Regions from separate parts of the Mus musculus genome. Here region 1 is linked to region 2. The links are chromatin contacts, called in public Hi-C maps. All regions are on one chromosome and are shown on one strand. The core of a region is the stretch at or near the end of the contact, and the rest is flanking DNA. Distances in the headings are between cores, read along the strand shown.

Evidence for each region. A called contact is a pair of places that touch in the nucleus more often than the background predicts.
Region 1: a contact with region 2 is called in a Hi-C map of cortical neurons, with 2.3 times the contacts expected there. The contact joins two enhancer-like sites. A contact is called at or near these places in 3 of 484 Hi-C or Micro-C datasets (cerebral cortex, cortical neurons and nephron progenitors), 1 of 115 datasets of contacts at active chromatin or transcription factors (differentiating embryonic stem cells) and 1 of 9 other capture datasets (embryonic stem cells).

What each region holds. Positions count from the first base shown.
Region 1 is chr3:85,306,335-85,312,614 of GRCm38.p6, reverse strand. No RefSeq gene overlaps it. Among named protein-coding and RNA genes, the nearest start is that of 1700036G14Rik, 8.0 kb to the left of the region's middle. Within about 2 kb of position 3,239, at least 25 of the 459 cell types and tissues checked have an H3K27ac peak or open chromatin away from gene starts, as enhancers often do. A contact at or near this core is called in cerebral cortex and cortical neurons, where this site is marked.
Region 2 is chr3:84,934,082-84,940,528 of GRCm38.p6, reverse strand. All of the region lies in intron 4 of Fbxw7 (F-box and WD-40 domain protein 7), which reads right to left. Among named protein-coding and RNA genes, the nearest start is that of Gm40080, 59 kb to the right of the region's middle. Within about 2 kb of position 2,293, at least 64 of the 459 cell types and tissues checked have an H3K27ac peak or open chromatin away from gene starts, as enhancers often do. A contact at or near this core is called in cerebral cortex and cortical neurons, where this site is marked.

The DNA.
Region 1 (6,280 bases), core at 1,990-4,489, 370 kb before region 2:
CTCTGCCAACTCTCGAGGAGGGAGGTGGGCTGAAGAGTCCAGAAAGGAACACAGTGAGAGTGAAGCTTAAGAAATCTTTGGAGGTGAGGAAGCAATCAGATGCCCCAATGTCCTGGGAGCCAGAGCTGATTGCCCTCCCCACCCACCCCCTGTCTATACAGGAGATGGCTGGATATATAGAGCTTTGTAGGAAGGGCTCCTAAGCAGAGCAGTGAGAGATGAGCCCTCAGACCTTGGGAGAGCCCGCCAAGGAGGACCTGCGTGCCCTAATTCCACCAGCAGCGGTGAGGATGATGGATGGATGATGAAACTTCAGGGGATGCTCCGCCCACAACACTGGCTGGGGCAGTTTGAATTGAACAGAACCTGAGAGGGGGAATGGCAACCTTGAGAAATGCTTGCTGCTTTTCTTCTCAAAATAATCTTGGTGGAAGGGGCAATGAGGGGTAAAAAGAGGGTGTGGAGGATTTCATGGCGATGGAGGCATCCTGGAAAGACAGAACCAAAAACCCTTGGTGGCTACTTGAGATGCAAGTTTGAACCAGGTCCCTAATAATAATCACATAGGAGGCTTCTTTCAAGCTTGGCTACCACTCAGATTTCTAATACAGAATGGAAGGAGATTTTTTTTAATGTAAGTTCTGAGCACTGGTCTTCACTAGCTTGGGAACTCCTTTAATTGTCTAACCTGCCTTGCTCAGAGGCAATTCTGAAGTGTGAAAGAAGGGTGACGAAGGCAAATCATTGCACGAGTAGATCATCCCATAACAATGCTAATGGTTAGTGGTTTTAGCTTTCAGTGATCTAACCCCCACGGGCTATCTTAAATGAACATCAAAGAGTTGGAGTGGTGGTGGTGGTGGTGGTGGTGGTAGAGGTGGTGGTGGTGGTGGTGGTGGTAGAGGTGGTGGTGCATACCTTTAATCCCAGCACTCGTGGATTAAAGAAGTAGGTGGATCTTTGAGAGTTCTAGCCCAGTCTGGTCTACAAACCAAGTTCCAAGATAGCCAGGGCTGTTACACAGAGAAACTCTGTCTCAAGAAACAAACAACAACAACAACAACAAAAAACAAACAAAACGGACATCAAGGAACCACTTAAATTTCTCTCTTTGAAGCTGACTTAAGAATGAAAGGGAGGGAGTCTAGGCCATAGCCCAGGAATTCCTGGATGCCAGCACTCAAGGATGAGCCAGTGAACTTCCTCAGCCCACAGAGGGACCCCAAGCTGTGCCAAGCCAAATGAATATCTTGGCAACATGTCACTTCGAAGGCCTGGTGTTGGAAAGGAAATCGTGGAGTGTTGGTATTGCCCCTCTGACCAGACAGGGAAGAGTGGGCTGTGGGCCATTTTTAAAGGGGTCTCAGATCCAAGGATGGTGGCCAGGAAGTAGCTGTGACTCATTTAATAGTCCTTATTTTTCTCACTTAAGATTCTCCTCATCCAAGGATACATGTTCTTCTCTAGGTTCAGGCACTATTCCAACCCCTCTGTCTCACCAGGAAGATCAAGGTACTGGCTGATATTCCCAATTATGTTTGTCTTTTCTTTGTTTTAACACCTGTGTTCCTTTTGAGTAGTTAGTCCTAGAAATGGGGACCCTGGCACTCTGTGCCCCACCCTCTTTCCCCCTCAGTACTCGCCCACTGGAGGTTCCTGGGGTACCAAATGCAGAAGCTAACACATTCTGCCTGACTTTTCTTTCTGGGCCCCAACCACATTCCTTAGAATCCTCGTTCTTCACACCCACCCAGGCCTGTCTCCGTGGTTTTCCTCCTCTGCTGAAATCTATAGAAAGAAGATGATGTCATTCAATGTACCGGAAAATGGACCTTATGTTCCTTCTAGCTTACTTGTACCAGCTACCGCCTCTTCCCTGTCTTCCTATCCCTCCTTGTGCAGGCTCAACCATTCCACCCCCTCCAATGCTTGTGGAGGTGATACAAGACTTTTAGTCAAGCACGACCACCACAGACACTATTGGGACAGGGCTTTGCCATCATGAGAGAGACAAGGTTAATTCTTCGCCTTCCATGTTAAAAGTCCAGTAAAATCCTGCCCCTGCCACGGAAAGTGAATCATATCATCTGGATGAATGGAGAGTGGCTCCCTCTGGCAGGAAAGCTGGCCAGCAAGTGGGTGGGACACACCAGTGAGCCCAAAAGATATGCCCTTCCCCCTCTTCCTGTGCATGGTTCCCCTTATAGTCTTCCTCGTCTCTGTGGCTGCTAAAGCCATCTGCCAAGCCCCCAGCTATCCTTGGCTAGCACTGTCCAGAGGGGAGGCATATTCAAGGAACTCTTTCTTTCTTTCTTTCTTTCTTTCTTTCTTTCTTTCTTTCTTTCTTTCTTTCTTTCTTTCTTTCTCTCTCTCTCTCTCTCTCTCTCTCTCTCTCTCTCTCTCTCTCTCTTTCTTTCTCTCTTTTTTTTTGATTGGATATTTTCTTTAATTACATCTCAAATGTTTTCCCCTTTCCAGGCCTCCCCTTTTGGAAACCCCGTATCCCATCCCTCCTCCCCACTGCCTCTATGAGGGTGCTCCCCCACCCACCCACTCCCATCCTCCAACCCTGGCATTCCCCTACATGGGGTATCGAGCCTTCACAGGACCAAGGGCCTCTCTTCCAGCTGATGCCCAACAAGGCCATCCTCTGCCACATACATGCCCAGTGCCATGGGTCCCTCCGTGTGTACTCTTTGGTTGTTGGTCCAGTCCCTGGGAGCACCAGGGGGTCTGGCCTGTTGACACTGCTGCTCCCTCCATGGGGCTGCAAACCCCCTCAGCTCCTTCAGTCCTTTCTCCAACTCCTCCATCGAGGACCCCCAAGCTCAGCCCAATGGTTGGCTGCAAGCTTCTGCCTCTATATATTAGGCTCTGGCAGAGCCTCTCAGGAGACAGCCATATCAGGCTAAGGAAATAGCTTCTTAGCTTGACTTTCTTTGGCCTGCCTGTGACCTTCACTACCCACCTAACCCTTCTCTCCTCTAAAGCCTTGCCCAGCCTCTGGGTATCTAGAGAACCAGAGACCAGACATTCAGTTTTACTGTAAGAACAAGCCATTGTTATTTCTCTTTCCAGGTATTTCAGTCATTCCTAAATGTGGTTTTTATATTTATCACTAAAAGGGATATAAAGGAGATGGGGGATCCCAGTTAGAGGAGGAGGACTTAGCTGGGAAAGGCACTTGCTTTGCTCAAAGAGGAAACCTGCTGTTCTAGTGTGGAAGCAGGCTGGCCTGGCGCAGAAGTCTCGGTGTGGTGGGACTTAGGGAGAGGAGCTTGGCAAGCCTTCTGCAGGCTGAGCGCAGCTTGCGATCAGCTCGTTTCTATTGACTAAAAACTTGCTAGGAGAGGATAAAAAAATCATAGCAGGCACAATATAGCTACAGCGAAGACCTTGTTTTTGCTCTCTTTCTTTTTTAAAAACAATATAATCAATGAAAGGATTTGGGAAGAAAAAACAGAAAGAACTGTGGAGAGCGAGCACCCAGGATCTTGAAATGGGTCTTTTTCTCCCTGCAATCACTTCCTGCATGGTAGTTTAGCTTTATTTGCCTTTTGAGAGATGGAGCTATGTCAATAGCAGCCAATCATCCCATTAGCTGGGCTGACAGGCAGAGCCACAGCCTGGCTGGTGCCTGAGGTGGGTGTCTGTTCATCTTTCCCTGCTCCAGGCTGCTCTCAGCTTCCACCTGTGGCTGCAGCAGCTGCCAGGGAGCAGGGCTCAGCACTGCAGTGAGAAACAAGAGCGTCTTCCATGCGCAAATGGCAGTAACTGATTTCTCCCTTGACGCTTCTGCCAGGAAATGAAGACTGCCCAGGGGAGAAGCATGTGGAGCCAGTGGGACGTTTGTTTCTGTTTCACTTGCTAAGCATTGCATTTTCTGCATTTAGGGAAGACCATAGGAGGGACTGATCCAGGACAGACTGGATACTGACACAGCCCAACTGCTGGGTCAAGAAAAGGAATTTTATCCATTGGTGTGTGTGTGGGGTGGGGGTGGGGGAGTCTCTATGTTCTTGTGAACTTGAACTTCAGCATATTCCAAACTCTTTTCCTCCAGAGCCGGTCCCTCTTCTGGGTCCCCTCTTGAACCCTGCCACCATCCTCCTCCTCACTGTTCATGAAATGATAGGAACTGGAAGTCATGCTTGAATTCCCTTCATCCCCATCCTCCCATCCATTACTAGACTGTATCAGCTTCATTCCATAGGATCACAATGTCTCTGGATTCTTCCATCCTCCATCCTTTACCCATTGCTGCATCCCTGAAAAACCATGGGAATCTATTATTGTCCCGACCCCTCCTGACCTTACAACAGAATTCATTGGCTTGTCTTGAGACAGTCTCTCATGTAGCCCAAGCTGGTCTCAACTTCACTGTGTAGCAGAAAAGGACCAGGAGATCATACTGTCTCTGCCACCTGAGTGACGCGGCTATAGGCATGGTGGCAGACTTCTGCAGTGCTAGGTATGGAACCCAGCATGGACTCTGTGCATGCCGGGCAGGCACTTTGCCAACTTGTTGGGAGCCGCCCTCACATTTGCCATTATAAGATGGCGCTGACAGCTGTGTTCTAAGTGGTAAACATAATCTGCACACGTGCAGGGGCAGTTTTCCCGCCATGTGTTCTGCCTTTCTCGTGATGACAACTGGGCCGATGGGCTGCAGCCAATCAGGGAGTAATACGTCCTAGGCGGAGGATAATTCTCCTTAAAAGGGACGGGGTTTTGCCATTCTCTCTCTCTCTCTTGTTCTTGCTTTCTCTCTCTCTTGTTCTTGCTTTTTCTCTCTCTTGCTCTTGCTTTCTTGTTCTTGTTCTTTCTCTTGCTTTCTTGTTCTTGTTCTTTCTCTTGCTTTCTTGCTCTTGCTCTTGCTCTCTTGCACTCTTGCTCTCTTGCTCTCTTGCTCTCTTGCTCCTGAAGATGTAAGCAATAAAGCTTTTGCCGCAGAAGATTCTGGTTTGTTGCGTTCTTCCTGGCCGGTAGCAAACGCGTGTAAGAGTTGGTGCTGAAATCCGGGATGAGAAGACCTGAGATGAGAAGACCTGGGACGAGAAAACCTGGGATGGTTACCATCACCGGCGCAAGGAAGATTCCTCATTCCGGAACCAGAACTGCGGGTCACGGTCATAAAGGTTCCCGTAAAACAGACTGTTGAGAAGGATTCAACTGCGTATATTCAGAACTCTTCAGCTGGGGAACGGTGGTAATAAAGTGTTCCCGCAACACAGACTGTTGAGAAGGATTCAACTGCGTGAATTCAGAACTCTTCAGCTGGGGAACAGGGTACTCGTAAGTATAGCTTTACAAGGTACGTCTGGCCTTGAACTTTCTAACGAAATTCAAGACAGTCTATCAGAAGTAAAGTGGAAAATAGCTTTACAAGGTATGTTTGGCCTTGAACTTTCTCCAGTGTTAGGAGCCTTTTTGTTCCTTTTCACATGTTATCAAGCGGTTAAGGCAGGGCTGAAAATTCTGGATGAAATTCAGGGCAATCTATCAGAAGTAAAGCGGGGAGAGAGAGTAGGAGCAAAGAGGAAATATGGTACACAAAATAAGTATACAGGCCTTTCCACGGGTCTTGAACCTGAGGAAAAGTTTAGGTCAGGTAAGAATACCTGGGGAGAGATTAGAAGGAAGGAAAAGAAAAAAGATCAATCAGCGGAGGTCTCTAGGAGAAGGAGCCTATACTCATCACTAGGTGAGCTCAAGGAGCCAGTTCTTAATAGTTCTGAATCAGATGAAAAGGCTATTAGGGCCTGGAAGGCGCTCTCCCGAGCAGGTGAAGCCACTGGACAACTAACAAAGATCGTCCAGGGACCTCAGGAGTCATTCTCAGATTTTGTGGCCAGAATGACAGAGGCAGCAGAGTGTATTTTTGGAGATTCAGAGCAAGCCGCACCTCTGGTAGAATAGCTTATTTATGAGCAAGCCACGCAGGAATGCTGAGCGGCCATAGCCCCAAGAAAGAACAAAGGTTTACAAGACTGGCTCAGGGTTTGTCGGGAGCTTGGGGGACCTCTCACCAATGCAGGCTTAGCGGCCGCCATCCTCCAATCCCAAAAATGCTCCATGGGCAGAAATGAATCAACGCATAGATCTTGTCCAGGAACAACTAGATGTATTATGGCAAATAGCTCAGCTGGGATGTGAACAAAAGTTTCCGGGATTGTCCGTTACTTCCATTCAGTATGAGAAATTTACTAGGGTAGCTAATTTGTCAAAAAGTCTTTCTCAGTATATGTTACAGAATTGGACGGCTGAATTTGAACAGACC
Region 2 (6,447 bases), core at 1,044-3,543:
CCAGACAGAAGATAAACGACATAACAAGGATTGTTTTGTTGCTGCTGTTTGATTGTTTTCTGCTTTCTAGAAGACAGGAGGAGGAACATGACAGGATTCCAAGATATCCAAAGACAGATGTACCATGTACCAACTGGCTCTGAAGCTCAGAAGGTCTGGGTTGAAGAAGAGATGGTTTAAGTCATCTGCATACTGGTTATGTCTCCCATTCCAAAGCTGTCACTCAGTCAAGCTGGAACCTAGGTACACTGTAACACATTATGTTTGTCTGTCCTCCCAATGAGAATGTTAAGTTACATGGGCAGCAGTGACTACAGTTGATGCTTGTGTTATCTTAGTTCTTCCCAAACTTGTTGTACAAATAGCATGTCAACAAAAAATATTGACAGGAGACTATTGGCAATGTAAGATATACTCTACAAATATATATATATATTATATATATATATATATATATATAAATTATATATATTTTGTAGAGTATATATACTCTCTCTCTCTCTCTCTCTCTCTCTCCCTCTCTCTCTCTCTCTATATATATATATATATATATATACACTCTACCAAATAAATACAGACCTACAGAAATAATTTTAAAGTGTTGGCTATTTATATGTATTCTATGTTATTTATAATTTTATCTTTTATGTATTTTCTCACTAGAGAATAGTTATGTGTCTCAGAAATACATCTCGGTATGTGATGAGATGCAATGGAATGGCTGAAAACTCCCTGGAACTTTAAAAAGCCAACTGAAAACAAACCTTCACAATAAACAGAACATACTCTAACAGTGTTTAAAGGAAAAAAAGTATAACTGTTAAAGTATTTAACAGTATAACCTTTCCTGAAAATCTCATACAGGCTTGTTTATTTGTTTATTTACAGGCATTAACAGAATTTTGTGCCTCTACTAATCAAGAAAATAAAAAAAAACAAAACACAAAATAGAAGCATTAAAGTTTGTAAGCAAACATGCTCTGACCATGAATCCTGAAATTAGCTATGTATATTTTATATGTAATGTGTGTTTATATTATTTAATCTCCATTAACAAAATAAGAGTTCTATTTGTGGGCTGGTGAGGTGGCTCAGAGGTTAAGAGCACTGACTGCTCTCCTGGAGATCACGAGTTCAAATCCCAGCATCCACATGGTGGCTCACAGCCATCTGTAATGAGAAAAAAAAAAAAAAAAAAAAAAAACAACAACAACAACAAAAAATCAACCAAAAAAAAACCCAAAACCCATGGACCAGATTGAGCCGGAGCGGAGCAAGCAGGGCCCAGAGCGAGTGGATGCTGGATCAAGAGGGGTGGGGGGTGGGGGAATAAAAGAGTTCTATTTACATTAAAATTAAAGGGGATACTGTACATTTTACATACGACTGCACAGCTGTATTTTGCTTTAGCTGTTCTTTTTAATCATCTTGTAATATGATATATAAAAAACTACAGTTAATTAAAAGGGTCAAAAGGAGTGAGAAGCCACTGAAGAATTTTTTCTTGTTATTTTTCTTCAGTCGTGGTACACAGTCTTGGCTAGGCTGGTACTCACCAAGCAGCACAGAGTAGTAGCAAACTGTCTCAGCCTCCCAAGTCCTGATGCTACAGTTGTGTGCTCCCTCATCTGGCTAAAACTTTTTAAAAAGCAAGTGTTGGCAGTTATTTCAACTCAACCTCATATGTTTTTATGGGTATAAAAAATTAAGCACAAAATATTTTAACAAAAGACACACCCCTGTCCATACCATTTCTGTCTAACTTTACAATGATGTGTCACACACTTCAACTTAATCTTCAGAATGCTCAACACCAGACACAGTTTTCCAATTCTTCTGCCATTTGATCTTCTAATAGTTTAACATTATATAGCAAAACTGAGTGCTACTGTATTTTTTCAAAGCATATACTTTTGTATATAGCTTGAAATTTTTAATAACTTTAAAATTATGCCATCATAAAGTAATAAGAGAGACTAATTGATAAGATTAATGCTTCTTAGATCATGTCAGAGAAAGATAAAATATACTAAAATAAAGAAAAACTCATTAGATGTTTCTAGTTGTTGCTTGCCACTGGTTACATTTTTATTAATTAGGGCTCTGAAAAGGTCTGTTCTGCACAAAGCTGCACAACCTCGAAAGCTCTAAATTCATGACAATGACCTTGGACTTCCTCAGAATGATATTTAACGCGCACTGTCATTAGTAAAACCTGCTCAAACACATGCCCCATCTGCCAGCACCCCATCTGCAAAAGAGCTTCTTATTCTTGTAGCCAGTACAACTTCTGCCTGCTTCCTCCTCGTCTCCACACCAGCTGTATGGTAATGAGCGTGAGCAGCTGAGAAATACTGCATGGTAACAAAGCTAATATGAAAGCTTGCAGAACAACCCTTCCCCTCCGGGGAGCAGGCACAGCAGGAACATAGCTGATAAGCTATTAAACAGGGTGCAGACCTGAACAATGCTTCGCCCTGTGTGTGCAGGGCTTCATACCTATAAGCATGTTAAAGCATGGTTCCTATACGTCTAAAATGTAAAAGAATGAAGAAAGCAAGGTATAGCAAAGAACGGCCTAAATGTTTAAGTATATTTGCTAACAGATGAGAAAGCTGAGTTCTTCAAATGCTTTAGTGTCTCTCTCTACACAGTAATGAGGACCGCTTTGATCAGAACATTTTCAAAGATGTCATCAACTGTGTTCCACTTCTTAATTACCAAAGTTAAGGGGCTGAAAAAAGAGAAAGGGTTTCAGAATTTAAAATCATAAATGGAAGGGATTGACTAGAGACAGTGAAGCAAACGACAGAACACATGAACCAATAAACTCTTTTCAATTCTCATTTAGTACTTGTACAAATTCTACTTAATGGGATTCTAAGCCAACACACTTATTCTAAACATGTGGGAATCTGCAAACAAAATACAGAGATGTCACCTATCATTTTCTCATCGATATAGACATAATGGGGTTAATCTTTACACAGGGTAGTCACACTGAATGAATCTACATAATGTGAGTCGAACCAAGCCACATTAACTTTCTATAGGCAGGGATTATCAGTCATTCAGGAAACTAAAAAATAACTGACTATTCAAAATGGATGCTATGCATTTTCTCTCACAATTTAAAAAATATTCAAAACAATAATTCTAAAAATAGTAAGAATTATTACTATATCAGAAGTAAAAGTAAGATATACTGGTATTGAGAACTCATCTCGCTCTTTAGCCACATGGGCTTGAGGACGTGAGCTCTTGTTAGAGCCACACACACTTCCTATGGACTCTTTCGTTGCCACCACAGCAACCCTATGAGATAGTAGTAATCTCTCCATTTACTCAGCTGATTTACTAAGGCTCACTTAGTAAAGGAAAGAGTAAGAGCTCACGCCCAGGTTTGGACAGCACCACCATCCACATACTTAATCTCTCTGCTCTTCTGACATGAGCCAACAGTGAAGCCTGGGTTTGCTTTGTTCACTGTTGATTCTCAGTGTGTCAAGTAGTCCTCAGATCACAGGAAGAAAGCATCGAGAACAACAAATACATGGGAAACAACTGCTCAGTTCTCTCTCACTGAAGTCAGAAAAAAAAAAAACCTGCAAAAATCTATAACAAAGTTTGTAATAATCTCACTACTTAAATATTGAAAAATAGTATTTATCAATTGAAGAATCTTAAAGTAAGACTATATATTATTCTAGGTTTTGTTTGCTTGACAAGTTGACAAAAAAACCTCTCACATTCTTGAAAAGTTCTTATAAAGCAGTTAAAAACAAACTGTACTGATTTTAATAGTTTGCAATTTTTCATGAATTAGTTACATTTTGTTGTCTAACTACAGATGAATTTTACCCTTTAAATTAACATTTCCTTGACTTCAAATACAAATTAAGGACTCTGTAAAACAAGAGTTTTGCATAATCCACATAAGAACCTGAATTGGACTTCACAAAGCAGGTGCAACCATGCATTTAAAAGTCAGATAGATTGTTATCATTTGTCCAAGAACAAGGCTGCAACTGCAACTGTTTAAAAATCCTCAAATTCAGACAAGATTTACAAAAACGGTGCAATACTGCCCCTATATGTTCACTGTAGTAGTAACAATGACATTTTACATCTAAACTGGTAAAGATTTCTGTGGATGATTGAAAAGCTGTTTGGGCTTAAATTGCTCACAAATAAACTATTATTATGAACCACCCACACACAAAAACGTAAATAAGCACAGGAATAACAAATTTCAATTTCCACACTCAAGACCTGTAAGGAAGAAATTTAAGGTAACAGTGTTATTCAACATTTCTATATTTTTTTTCTTCTCAAAACAGAACTGAGTACCATCATATAAAGATATCACAACCCAAAACTAACTGTCCATGTCCTTTTAGGATCAGTATTTAACCTTTTCTGTCTTGGGTTTCTTTTGGCTTATATCCATTTATCTCAGATAGGTGATTGCTATTATCTCAGTAGAAAATTGTATCCTACATTTCAACACTCCTGGATTACTTGATTATTATTTAACTGGCCAGTGTGCTGGGGACAGTAAGTTAGGCAACTTTCGCACAGTCAGGGAGAGGGAGAGCAGAGGACTTGATTCTGACCCAGAGATGACTCAGAGGCAAACCACTGGGATGTGACTGACAGGACACTAAAGACTCTCTAACAAAAAAAGTCTTGCTGTAGAAACATGAGTAGAGGAAAATCATGTATATTTTTTTAAAATAGAATTCAAACTGTATTTTCTGTACTAGAATTTCTGAGAACAGATTATATATTTTACTAAGGGCTACAACAATTCAAAGTGTGTCTGTCCATGTATGTGTATATACTTGTGAAGAAACTTTAACATAAAATACAAGTGTATAATAAAAGAGGGCTGGGAGATGGCTCTGCAGCTAAGAGTGTGTGCTGGGTTTGTGGAGGACCTGAGTTTGGCTCTAAGCACTCATTAGGTGGCTTACAACAACTTGGATCTCCACTTCTAGGTGATCCAATATCTCTGGCCTCTGTGGAGCCCTGTATACATGTACACACACACACACACACACACACACACACACACACACACACACACACACAAAGTGTCTGCTGACACATTGTATTTTGGCACAACCCAAATACAAATGCATCCTGTAACTATAATGGTTATCTTGCTTATTTAATACCTATCTGATGAATGAATGAAATCATGTACCTATGGTTTTGTTTTTGAGACAGGGTCCCACTAGGCAGCCCAAGTTGAGTTGAGATCATATATCTTCCAATCTTAATTCCAAGTGTTGCATCAGTACATAGTATCCAGCTTGTCCTTCTGGTGTTTTTGACATATGACTATAGAACGATAACAGGAGATACATCTCTCAAGAGACAGAAAGGCCATCAGTAGTTCCTTATGGGAGGCCACTCTGTCTTATCCATCTACAATACTAGCAAAATGCAGATAACAGACATAATCTGTAATGGAAGGTTAAACTTAATTTAGCTTTGCTCTTATTTTAATGTGCAGACCGTCAAAAGTGGCTGGGGTTCCTTCCCATCATTTAATGTATATATCTGCCATATTTTAATCACTGATGAAAATATTTTAACTGCAAACTGTCATTATACTACATTGACCTATCTGTAACTAGGTAATAGATTTAGGTGTTTATCCATGCAATGTATGCTTTAAATTCATACATACACAGAGACTTAAGAGAGAGTTCAAACCGTCCTGAAATCTCCAAGAGTCTTCAAGTTTTACATATAAATGATAGTTATGAATGTTACAGTTCAACAGGCTTGGTTCTCTAACTCTGAAGACAGCTGCATTCATGCATGCGCATTTTGAAAGATAATGCACTTATGTGCATTTTGATGTGCACTTCAGAAAGATAATACGGCACATAAACTACATATTACAAAAACTTCTAGCACATTACATTATTTCTGCAGCAAAATAATCACTTAGATAAGTATTAAAGGAGGCCATCATACGTCAACTTTAAGTCTTTTAAGTCTTAGTTTCTAGGACTTGTTAGATTTCTGGTGTGCAGGCAAGGGGCCGTGCAGACTTATTTCAAACAATTTACTCTGCCAGGAACTTACTTCCAAGTTTATTTTTAGAGTATTTTTTTATTTGTTGTTCACTCTACCAGTCTTGACATTCAACTCATTTCTTAAAATGCAAGTTGCAGGTGTGAGTACCCTGCCTGTTGGTATTAAGGCTACTTATCATCTGTCCAGCTTATTGTGGGTAATAAGACATGACTCAGTGTTTCCTCAGTGTGATTTGTATAGCACGTGCTCATTTAATTTACTTTATGTCTAGATTAACAAAGGAAGCAAAACCCAATACTACTAAGATCTGATGACAAAAAGGTCCAGAAAGCAATGTCATAATTACATACCGAGATCATCCTATGTGAAGAACGTTAAGGACACAGGTTTTAT